Regions from separate parts of the Gossypium hirsutum genome. Here region 2 is linked to region 1. Evidence: chromatin contacts called from public Hi-C data. All regions are on one chromosome and are shown on one strand. Each heading gives the region's core, a stretch centred on a gene start, on an enhancer-like site or on the middle of the called end of the contact. The rest is flanking DNA. Distances are from core to core; before and after follow the strand shown.

Evidence for each region. Hi-C and Micro-C count contacts between places; a contact is called where the count stands out from the background.
Region 2: a Hi-C map of leaf shows a contact between it and region 1, with 1.8 times the contacts expected there. The contact joins the promoter of LOC107946951 here to the promoter of LOC107946935 in region 1. A contact is called at or near these places in 2 of 34 Hi-C or Micro-C datasets (callus and leaf).

What each region holds. Positions count from the first base shown.
Region 1 is chrD12:57,791,321-57,796,614 of Gossypium_hirsutum_v2.1, forward strand. It overlaps LOC107946935 (adenine phosphoribosyltransferase 4), which reads left to right and starts at 3,079. Exons shown (of 6, transcript XM_016881445.2): 1 at 3,079-3,599; 2 at 4,116-4,226. The coding sequence starts at 3,518.
Region 2 is chrD12:58,032,481-58,037,774 of Gossypium_hirsutum_v2.1, forward strand. It overlaps LOC107946951 (flavonoid 3'-monooxygenase CYP75B137), which reads left to right and starts at 3,285. Exons shown (of 2, transcript XM_016881459.2): 1 at 3,285-5,294. The coding sequence starts at 5,074. It overlaps LOC107946949 (a long non-coding RNA gene), which reads left to right. Exons shown (of 5, transcript XR_005921939.1): 1 at 1-81; 2 at 241-325; 3 at 1,402-1,601; 4 at 1,691-1,777; 5 at 2,147-2,379.

The DNA.
Region 1 (5,294 bases), core at 1,829-4,328:
AAAATTTTCAATATTAGCTTACCAAATACGAATCTATTAACCCAATTAATACATTTGTCCGGGGTTTCTCTTCTTCTCTTTTTTCAGCAAAAGGCAAATTAAGTGTGGGTCAGTAGGGTAGGGCTAGCTTTCTTTCCATCCCTAACTCCACGAATCTAAATTCAAAAAAAGACGAAGAAAAGTCAAAATCATATATAATGGACCTGACACGAAGTGAATTGAAATAATTTGCCAAAAATGTCAATCCATTTATATAACAAAGTTTGGAGTATGTACGTTTAAATTTATTGCCTTTTTCAAAAACCTTACCGTAAAAAGCACACAGGATCCTGCAAGATCTAACCTCCTGAAAAAATAATTAATTCTGAAGATTTTGATGTCAAAGACAATGAAAAGCAAATATCAATTATGTAATCACCTAAATAGCTAATCTTTAGACTTATAATTTCTCCTTTGACAAACTCCTCCTTGCATGCATTTTTCGATACTTCTTTGCCTTCTATAGCTAATAGGGTCCATTAGCTATAAAATACCCTCAACCTTTGTTCACATTTTCCTAGAAATTTAACACACTAAAGAAGGAAAACATAATAATTGTGACACGAAGAAGATGATATATATCATATATCACAAATTTGGACGTTAATTAAGTATGAATTTACAACAATTTCATGAGCAGTACTGCTAGTAGAACATCGAAGAAGGTGAAGAGGCGCGAGGATGAACCATCGGACAAGGGTGACATGGCACGTGGCCTTCTTTCAAGGACATGTTGATGAATGGTAATCAGGCTGTTCAAGAGGATTGGGCGAAGGTTTTGAACTCTCGGAAGGTGACGTCGTGAATAGATGGTTGATGGAGTTTAGTTGTTGATAAATAAAAGCATGAAGCGTACAATTGTTATCAAATTTTGGGAAAAAAAATTAATTGTAGTGTTGTATATAATAAGATCTGAAAATTGTCTTAATCAATTAAATTTATGGACATTGTGAATGATTATTTTTTGTTGTGTTTATAAGTGGTATCTAAACTTGTTTTGTCTCAAATTGGCATTTTTATTAGTTCAATCGTTAGTCAAACCGTTAAATCTATTAAAAAGACACAATCACATTGAAATAAGAATGACAAAGTATGATTTTCATTATATAAATATTTAAAAATAGAGAAAACTAGTTCAACTGTTTCAACTAATTTTTAGCTTGGTTCAACTCTTATCTCTAGATTGATTTTTCAGTCCAACCGTCTAGTTTAGTCTGATTCTGAGAACACTAGTTTTGATCGATGAGAGGATTTTTTCAATTCCATTAGGTCAAGTAAGTAGGCGGCGAAGTTTGAAAACAGAATTAAGCGTCCGTGTCCTTGACCTCAATTTCAAGTATAGAAAAAAATAAGAGAGAGAAATGATGTAAAAGAAAATAAAAGAATCATAAATTATATTTTAAAGTTTATATGATGTGGCGGTCTGTTATTAGTTGAAAATTTTTAGTGGATATAAGTGTTTAAAATGAGTAAGTGAATGGTAGGGTTGTTGAAATAAAGTGTAAAAATGGTAGGGTTATTTAGTAGATTAGCTAAATTTGAGTTTTCATGTGTTACCCATATTTAAGAAGTAAGAAGTAGAATATTTTATTTAAAAAGCTAATAACTTGGTCATTGAGTCAAAATTCATTTTCACCAATTATTATTGTTTCTTTTGCAAAAATCTAAAGTTTGCACAAATAAGACGACACTAAGGCATATAGGAAAGCAACATGGAGTTAAGAAGCGTAGGTGATAGAGAAAAAGTGAAAGACTTTTGTCTCAAACACAGCACAAAATCAACTGCACATTTTGTAAGCTGATGTTGAAATTTTGGTTATGCCCAAGACCCCAAATTTATTTTTATTATTATCATCTAATTTCTCTGGGTCAATTAATTCTATGCATCTTCAAGATTTATAGGTAGTTATCAGTCTTTATCTCACTTTGTCCCAACTCCTATATTGAATTTCATTGATGGATGGGTAGCTTTTTGGAATTTAAATTAATACCAACAACGACCTTAGATTACAGTTGTTATTAGATTTGGTAAGAAACTAAGCTAATTTCCAAGGTGGGAATGCGGAAAGTGAGCGAGTCTTGGCTTAATTTCTGCTCCCAATATTTATACAACTTTTATTAATATTGGATTGCAACTTTATAGGGTAAGGCTTTTTCTTCTCTTATTTTTTTTTAAAAAATATATTTTATTTTTCTAAATAATATGATCGGAAGCGGAATATATTTTATTTCTTTGATGCACTAAAAAAAATAAGGTATTGTATTCCTCCTATGTTTGGATTAACAATAGCTAAAGAAAAGAAAGACAAATAAGGTAAATGAAAAGAGAGGAAAGTTCAAAAGAAAAGAACGTATTACATCATTGGGTTAAATTTAACCAAATGAAAATAAAATATTGGCACATAAGATTATGTAACAATTTTTGGGATAATGTCAATGTCTAAATTGCTACCGAAATAATTAAACTTGTCTGATGCGATATCTAAACTATCAATTCATGTATTATTATAACATCTAGAATTAACATCATTCATAAAAGTTAAATTCGGCACATGAAGTTTTTTCCTTAAAATATACAATTTTTCTTATTTTGGTACCTAGACTTTTTTTTTGAATCAAATTAATACCTAAAGTTACATTTTATTAATCGATTCATTTCATTACTATTAAAAAAACCCATTATTGTTTAAAAAAATTAGATGAAATGTGACCAATTAGAAGGTTCCATGTGGCATTCTTTGACTTTGACTGATGCTGACTTAATAGTATTTTCAAGTTTTATATTAGAAAATTATTTTAAAAATTTAAAACTATATATATTTTTTATTTTTTGAGAAAATATTTTTAAAATTTTAAAAACTTTTAATACATAAATTTTTATATTCTTTTTATTTTTCATTACTAAATTATTTTTTTCAAATTTTTATTATACTTTTTTTAAAATATTGTTTAAATTATTGCAAAGCTTATATATATATTTGACAAAAAAAATCTAAATTTTATTATAATTTTATTTTACAAGGAAATGAGAAAAAAGCAGGGGCGGCCTCGTGATACAACTTTTTGTTTTTAACCCTTTTTTACACACACCCGCTTCTCTCTTACTTACATCCAGCAAAGATTTCTTCCCTCTCCCTCTATATATTTCTTGTGCAGAGAGCTCCCTCTCTCTCTCTCTCTCTCTCTCTCTCTAACAGACAATTTAAATCTCCTCTTCTTATAAATACCCACTTTTTCTTTTTTTTTAATCTTGCTTCATTTAAAGGGTGTGAGGAGTATCAAAGGAAGAACATTGGGAGAGAGGGGAGACAAGAGGAAAGGAAGTGTTGGCCGTTTTGGTTGTCTTCCTTGTTGAGTGTTGTTGTTTCTTTCTTCTTTGCTTACATGGTGCGAGTCATAGAGAGAAGAAATAAGATTAAAAAGACGGGGAAATAGATAATATTTATAGACAGATAGATAGCATAAAAAACAATAGACAATGTCGGCTTACAGAGACAAAGATCCCCGTATTCATGGCATCCAATCCAAGATTCGTGTTGTCCCCAATTTCCCAAAACCAGGTTCCTCTGTTCCTTCTTTCTTTTTTTTTTTTAAGTTTTGCAAGATTAAAAAAGAAAAGAAAAAGGTTTCTAAGACTGGATTTGGATGGGCGGTTGATACATTACAGTGCGTTTAGCTTAATTTTTATGTCAGTATCTAATCTTACTTTTATCACTATTTTTATTAAGTGTAAACTTTTATCACTATTTTTATTAAGTGTAAACGCACGTAAATCCAAACTCACCCTTAATCTCTTTGTTCTGTCATTTGTTCTGTCATGTACTCCGGTTTTCGTTTTTGTTGCCTTGAAAGTTTTGTAAAATGGATTATGATTTAAAACCCAGATTTTTACAGCCTTTGGAATAATATAAACGACCATAAAGACTGAACTTTTATTGATTGATACGGCTTTTCTGCCCAATTCAAGTTGGGACCTTGTCATTTGAAAGAAAATTGCATGATTTATCTAAACCAGTTCCATGTTTTTTGTTGACGTTAGATTGTGAATTTGGTATCATGTATGGTGGAAATGGCAGGTATTATGTTTCAAGACATAACTACTCTTTTACTGGATCCTAAAGCATTCAAGGATACAGTGGATTTGTTCGTTGAGAGATACAAAGGGAAGAACATTTCAGTTGTTACAGGTAAAAACCAAAGTTAAGATAAGGGGAGAAAACCTTTTTATAAAAATGGAAGGTCCTTTTTTTTTCCCTGAAACTATTATGGTTTTTGATGTGCCAGAGATTTGATTCATAGCTTTTCAAGAACTGTTTTTTATGGCTGTTTGATTAGCATCAAAGAGGGTGGGGTCCATGGTTATGAGAAAGTAAGCTTCTGTAGAAACAGGGGTAAAAGGGATATGCCCCTTCAAATTGCATAAGTTTCTGGTTATCTTTTTTAATGCCGTTTCACGGAGTTTGGGATGGAAGTGACTCTTTTTTTCCCTTTAAATTTCATTTCTCGTTTGACTACCACCCCTTGTTAGTGGGAGGAGCCATTGATTGCTCCCTCTCACTCTCTTTTGCCCACACACATTCTTGTTGTGGCCATGTGCTTGGATCCTACTTGGCTTGATGGTGGTTGGTGATGGATGCCCACCTTTCTTGAGGTGGACAGGATGATGTAAATTCCCAGCCGCCTTTTTCTTATAATTTTTAGCCTTAATTATACAACCATAATGTGATTATCACTGCTGAATGATTGATGCATTTGTTGCTTATAGAAATACTAGTTGTTTTCCTCCATTTTCCCTTTCATTGCTGGCTTTGGTTAGCTTCTACATTGCTGGATGAAACGATAATTTGCTGTTTCTTTTTTCCTCATGCCTTGTCACTTTGACACACTACTAGGGAAGTTAAAAAGGGTTTTGATAATCCTATCATTGATAGTGGTGCCTTGGTCTTTTTAATAAGAAAAGAATCATTTATTATTTGTGTGTGCTTTGTCTTATTGCATGTACATTATAATTTGTCTCTGTGTGTGGTAACGTAGACATGGGTTGTCTTCTTGTGTTAATGGAACCTATATGGAAAATGGCGGCGTTTCCCTCACAAGATAAGGATAACACGTTTTCACCATTCTTGTTAATGTTGTCCAATAGGTTTGGTCAGTTCCTAGGGGTCTGATTTTGTCATACTAGAACAAGGGTGTATATTGTATTAGACTGCCTTTGGAAATTCAAGCCCATTTTCGTCAGACTGAAATCTTATCTG
Region 2 (5,294 bases), core at 2,035-4,534, 240 kb after region 1:
TATATAGCCGAGCTTGAGCGGAAAGTACAGACACTTCAAACAGAAGCAACACCACTTTCTGCCCAACTTACTCTAGTACAGGTAGTTTCATCCGCCCAGCACCTTCTACTCTTTTGTTTCCTATACTAGTGTCGAGATTCAAGGGTCCGTTTTCATTTTCTTTTACTTTTATATTTCTTTTATTTTATTCATTTAGATCTAATTATTCATTTGATTCTTCTCATGGTAACTTGTGAGCAGAGAGACACCAATGGTTTGACTGCTGAAAATAGTGAGTTGAAACTGCGCTTGCAAGCAATGGAGCAACAAGTTCACTTGCAAGACGGTGAGCGCCTCTCAAAAACTTTTCGGTTAAACCAATATCCTTGCTTTATTGATCTATTATTATTATTATCATTATTATTAATGGAAAGACATTATGGACTGTATGATATCTATTGATGGTTTGAAAGATTTTACATGTGATAATTTGGTTGAATGGGGACTGATATAGTAAATTAGATTGAAGCTGCAATGAGTTTGATATGCGTCCTTCACATATACTTACCGTTCTAGACATTTAATAGCAGGGGTGCTGTGTGTATGAAGGCAGGGAGAGATATCTGCACCTTAGTTTTTATTGTCATAAGCTAGAGCTGGGGTTGGTCCAAATACTGGTACAATTGGCATCTGGTTCCTGAGATGCTACCCATTGTTTCAATGTCCTGTTATTTTGTCTTAAGGTCATTATACACTGGTATGGATCTTATACTTTAGCAAAGAAATAGTATTTCCGGGAATTTCTTACTGCTAATTTATCATCATAAGAGTGCAATATGTTGTTTCTCAGACTTGAAAATGCTTTGGAAGCAACAATTTTACCCCTAGGAGATACAGCATTTGATCATATGTTAGAAAATGTCCTTTGGTGATAGGATTTCCGATGCTGTTATAAGCGATAATTGAATGCTAGGTTTATATATATATTAATAGTACTGGTGACCCTACTTTATAAACGCTTGCCTATGTTAAAGAAAATATATTATTGTTATGCTGAATTAAAGTGGTTCTCAACTGGTTAGGTCGATCATGTGGCCGTATGCTATAAAAATATAGTGTAACTAATTATATGTGGGATGATGAAGGAGCTGCAATATGTGTTTTCAACTTTCTTATGCAATTTTAGCTAATTTCTAAACATTTTCTCTCAAAGAAGTAGAATTCTGTTTATTGATCATTAGATTGAACTTTCGGCATATAAACTGTTACATAATTGTGCTTCTATTGCCTAATTGGAAAATTTTGAGACAAGGATAAGTTACACTAGTCCATCGTAAAGTTATAAAATTGCTGCTGCTGTTGTTGTTGTCAATAGTTGTAGTATAATATGCAGTATATATCTAATAATTTGTGTTTTGGTAGGTTCATACAGACATATGGAACACACATAATAGTCGGCATGGCTATCGGTGGTCAAGATTTAATGTGTTAGGCAAAACTCTTCCTTTACAATTCCTACATCCGAGCTTAGAGGGTATTTGGAGGACCTCGAAGATGTTATGTTTTCAGATGGGAAAAGCCCTTCATTAATACAGAGAAAGTTAAGAGATGGCAAACAAAAAGTATAAGCACCTCATTTATATTTAAGGGCCCTTTCTTCTTTTGTTCGGTAAACACTGATATTTTTACTAAATGCCGTATATTTATGTAGGTGCCCGACATCTTTAACCGTATTTTGTAGTCAAGCGCTATGCAGTTGGCCAGCATTGCAGAAACATCGAGCGTTCGGCACATTGAGGTACTAAGCCATTGAGGGCTTGGTGGTGATTGGCAAAACCCTTTTGCTTTCGAACCCCTTGTCCTCTGTCTCTATGGTTTTCTGATTCCAGTTCTTTATTCTTAAAAATCAGATCTAAATTTGTTTATTGTGATCGCGATTCTGTTCGTTCTAAATAACTTTCTCATTGACAAAGAAAGTATGTGTTCCATAAAGAACTGCAAAAAGTTCAAAAACAAAGAAAGTAGTGTTAAACCACTAATGAACATGTCTAGAAGTGTGTATATGGTATATGCCCCGTGTTTTGAAGTCTTTACTCTTTAGCATGTTGATAGTATTTGCATGTTGAATTTTATATAAGCAAATTAAGTGATCAGTTTACTAATGCAGGGAAGAAGCAGATGAGTTGTGCCGAACGCTGGAGGAGAAAGAGGACAGTTCATGTACTGCCTCAAATCAGTTTTCTTGTATCACAATATAATGAAGCTTGCTAAACAAGTTATGCGTGCAATTTAGTTGGAGAGGTTTTTTGTTAGGTCATGTAAAACTTTTGTTGGTTAAACTATTAGAAATTCAAAAGCAAATTGGGTCCTCTAATATAAAAATGAGCAATTTAGTCCTTATATAATTCGTTTTGAAGCAAACAAGTAACTTTTGAATAGTTTTAATATTTTTCTTATCTAAGTGCTCGTGGAAAAAATTGAAAATAAACATGTCTAAAAGTTTAATCATAAAAAAGCCATCTTTCTACAACAAAATATAGCCAAAAAAAAGTTAAAATGAACGAAGAAAACAACATTGAAGACCAAAATTGCTGCAAGTCAAATCTAGAAACAAAAATGAAATTGAGAAAATAAAATTTACGCTCTAAATTTTAGAATTCGAAATTGTTGATGCACAAACAATAGAATCCTAATTTGTCAATAGACAGAAAATCACTGATGATATGAGTTGAAAGGTGCTTTACGATCGGAAATGGAATACATAATTGGGAATATGAAGAAAAACCCTAATTCATTATGTTGTTAAGTAAATTTAACTTGGGTTGCTGATGGTAAAGTAACAATCATAAAATTATTATTCAAAGTCAAGTTCAAATATTTTAATATTTGATAGAAGAAATTGATGAAGTTTGTTGATACAATCATAAGAATTTTATTAAATTATATATTTTTTTAAATTATATTTAATAATAATTATTTTAAATTATATTTTATAGTATTATATATTATGATTTTAGTAAATTCATATAAGAATATTTAATACTAAAAATTTTATTAAATTATATATTTTTGTTAAATTATATTTAATAATAATTATTTTAAATCATATTTTATAATATTATATATTATAATTTTAGTAAATTCATATATTTTATTAAATTATATATTTTTATTAAATTATATTTAATAATAATTATGTTAAAATATGATTAAATTATTTATTATTTATATTAATAATCTTATTAAAATTTAATAACAATAACAATAATCATTTGCCTAAATAAATTTATGCTAAGGGTATTTTAGTCATTTTAGTTTTTTCCATTATGCTATTACACCTTCATTCCATTCAACCAAACACAATATTACTATTACGCCTCTATTCCATTACATTCAGTCAAACAATTAATTTGCTATTACGCCTTTATTCCAGTACGCCTCTATTTCAATACAGCGAACCAAACGTGCTGTTAGACTTTCAAGTTTTAAACGTAAAAGGAATTCTCTTCCTCTCTTTGCTCTCACCGCCGCCAATGGGAAAAGACTCGGCGTCGCCGTGCTCCGCAGCACCGGAGTTCCAACCGGCCTAAATAAACACTCTGCGGCATTCCTCCCAAACTCCCCATCTCGATTCTAGGCTTACTTTTTCGAAAATTAGTCCCAAAAATTGTTGATCTAAGTTTTATGCTTGAAGTATACCTTCTCCAATCTCCACTTCTAGCCATCCGATTAGGCTGATTTTAGAGTATGTTGTTCCTCGTCCTACTCAATCGCTTTTCACCGTTTGGATTTTTGAAAGAAAGCTCTGAACCCTTCATTTTCTTTTAAACTTGAATCTGAGTTTTTTGTGTTGTTGCGATTATATATATTTTTGGCTTTTTTTGTTATTTGGTTGAGGGAGGACTTTTTTTTTTTAATTCTTGCTGTTAACCGCTTAGGGGTTTGATTTAGGGGGGTTTTCTAACCGGTGGTGGATGGGATGTGTCGTCAGGGGTGGTTGGGGTTTAGGTGCACCCCAGGGTTGCGGAGTTAGTGGCCATGGGCGGTGCAATAGTAGGTTGGTGCTGCCATGGCAGAGGGTTGGTAGTAGTTTATAGGGGCTGGCAGCGGTGACCCTGGCGGCTAGGGTTTGACTAGCAGCTTCAGGTTGCCATGTATCGGATTCAAACGGGCCCGAGATAAATGCTGATACCAATACTGGTTGACGAAGTTATAAAAAATAAAAAAGAAAGCTATATAATAAAATATAGATAAATACGGATAATATAAGAGAATAAATTATATTAGATTTTAAAATTAATTTTAATTTTTTTAATCATCTTATATTTCTTTGCTTCTAAATCGTCTTTTAGTCTTTTAGTTTTATGTTGTCAATTTTTTTTAATTCTTTTAGTTTCGAGGCAGGTAATTATTTCTCATTTCTCATTTTCTTTTAATTTTTAATCAAATTCCAAAATTTGATGACACCTCTAGTGGTGTTTATAATATCTCAAATTTCGATTTTTTACTAATATTTTTTCTAGATTTTTAATGGTTGGTTTCAGTTTTTCTATTTTCATTTTTTGCTTATGATTTTTTTCAGCTTTTTTAATATTTTCTAGATTTTTAATGGTTTGTTTCAGTTTTTCTATTTTGTTGTTTTATAATTTATAAAATTTTAAATTAGTAATTGATGATAAAAATTTAATTTAATATTTTAAAAATAATAAAAATATATTTTTACTCTTGTAAAATTTAATTCTACCTAAAAACAATTTCGAACCTCGCCCTAGATTGAAGTATTTTTAAAATTACTTTATTTTTTGGTTTTTTTCTCACATAGTTTGAACGCTTCTTTTCCCAAACTTTTAATTAAATTAAATTAAATAGAGATGATGATGATATTGTAAAATAATATTTGTATTTTATTAAAAACTAATGGTGTGATATTATTTTATTAGTTAGTAAGGATGAAAGCAAAAGATCCCTTGTTGCCATATTCCACAAATCACAAACAGCTCATTCTTGGTCTTTTGTGACGTATTTCTTGATATATGCCTCCATCTGCCCACCTAGATTGTTATTCGTTAACTAGTTAGCTCCCTTTTTCATTTCATGGCTCTCCTTTTCACATTTGTTATTGCCTCTTCAATTTTGTGGTTAACATGGATGTACCTTAAATCCAAGGAGGGGAAGCCGCCACCCCCACCAGGCCCTCTAGGCCTCCCCTTAGTGGGAAACCTTCCCTTCCTTCGTCCTGACCTTCACTCCTACTTCTCTGAACTAGCTCACATCTACGGTCCAGTCGTGAAACTCCAGCTTGGTAGCAAGCTTGG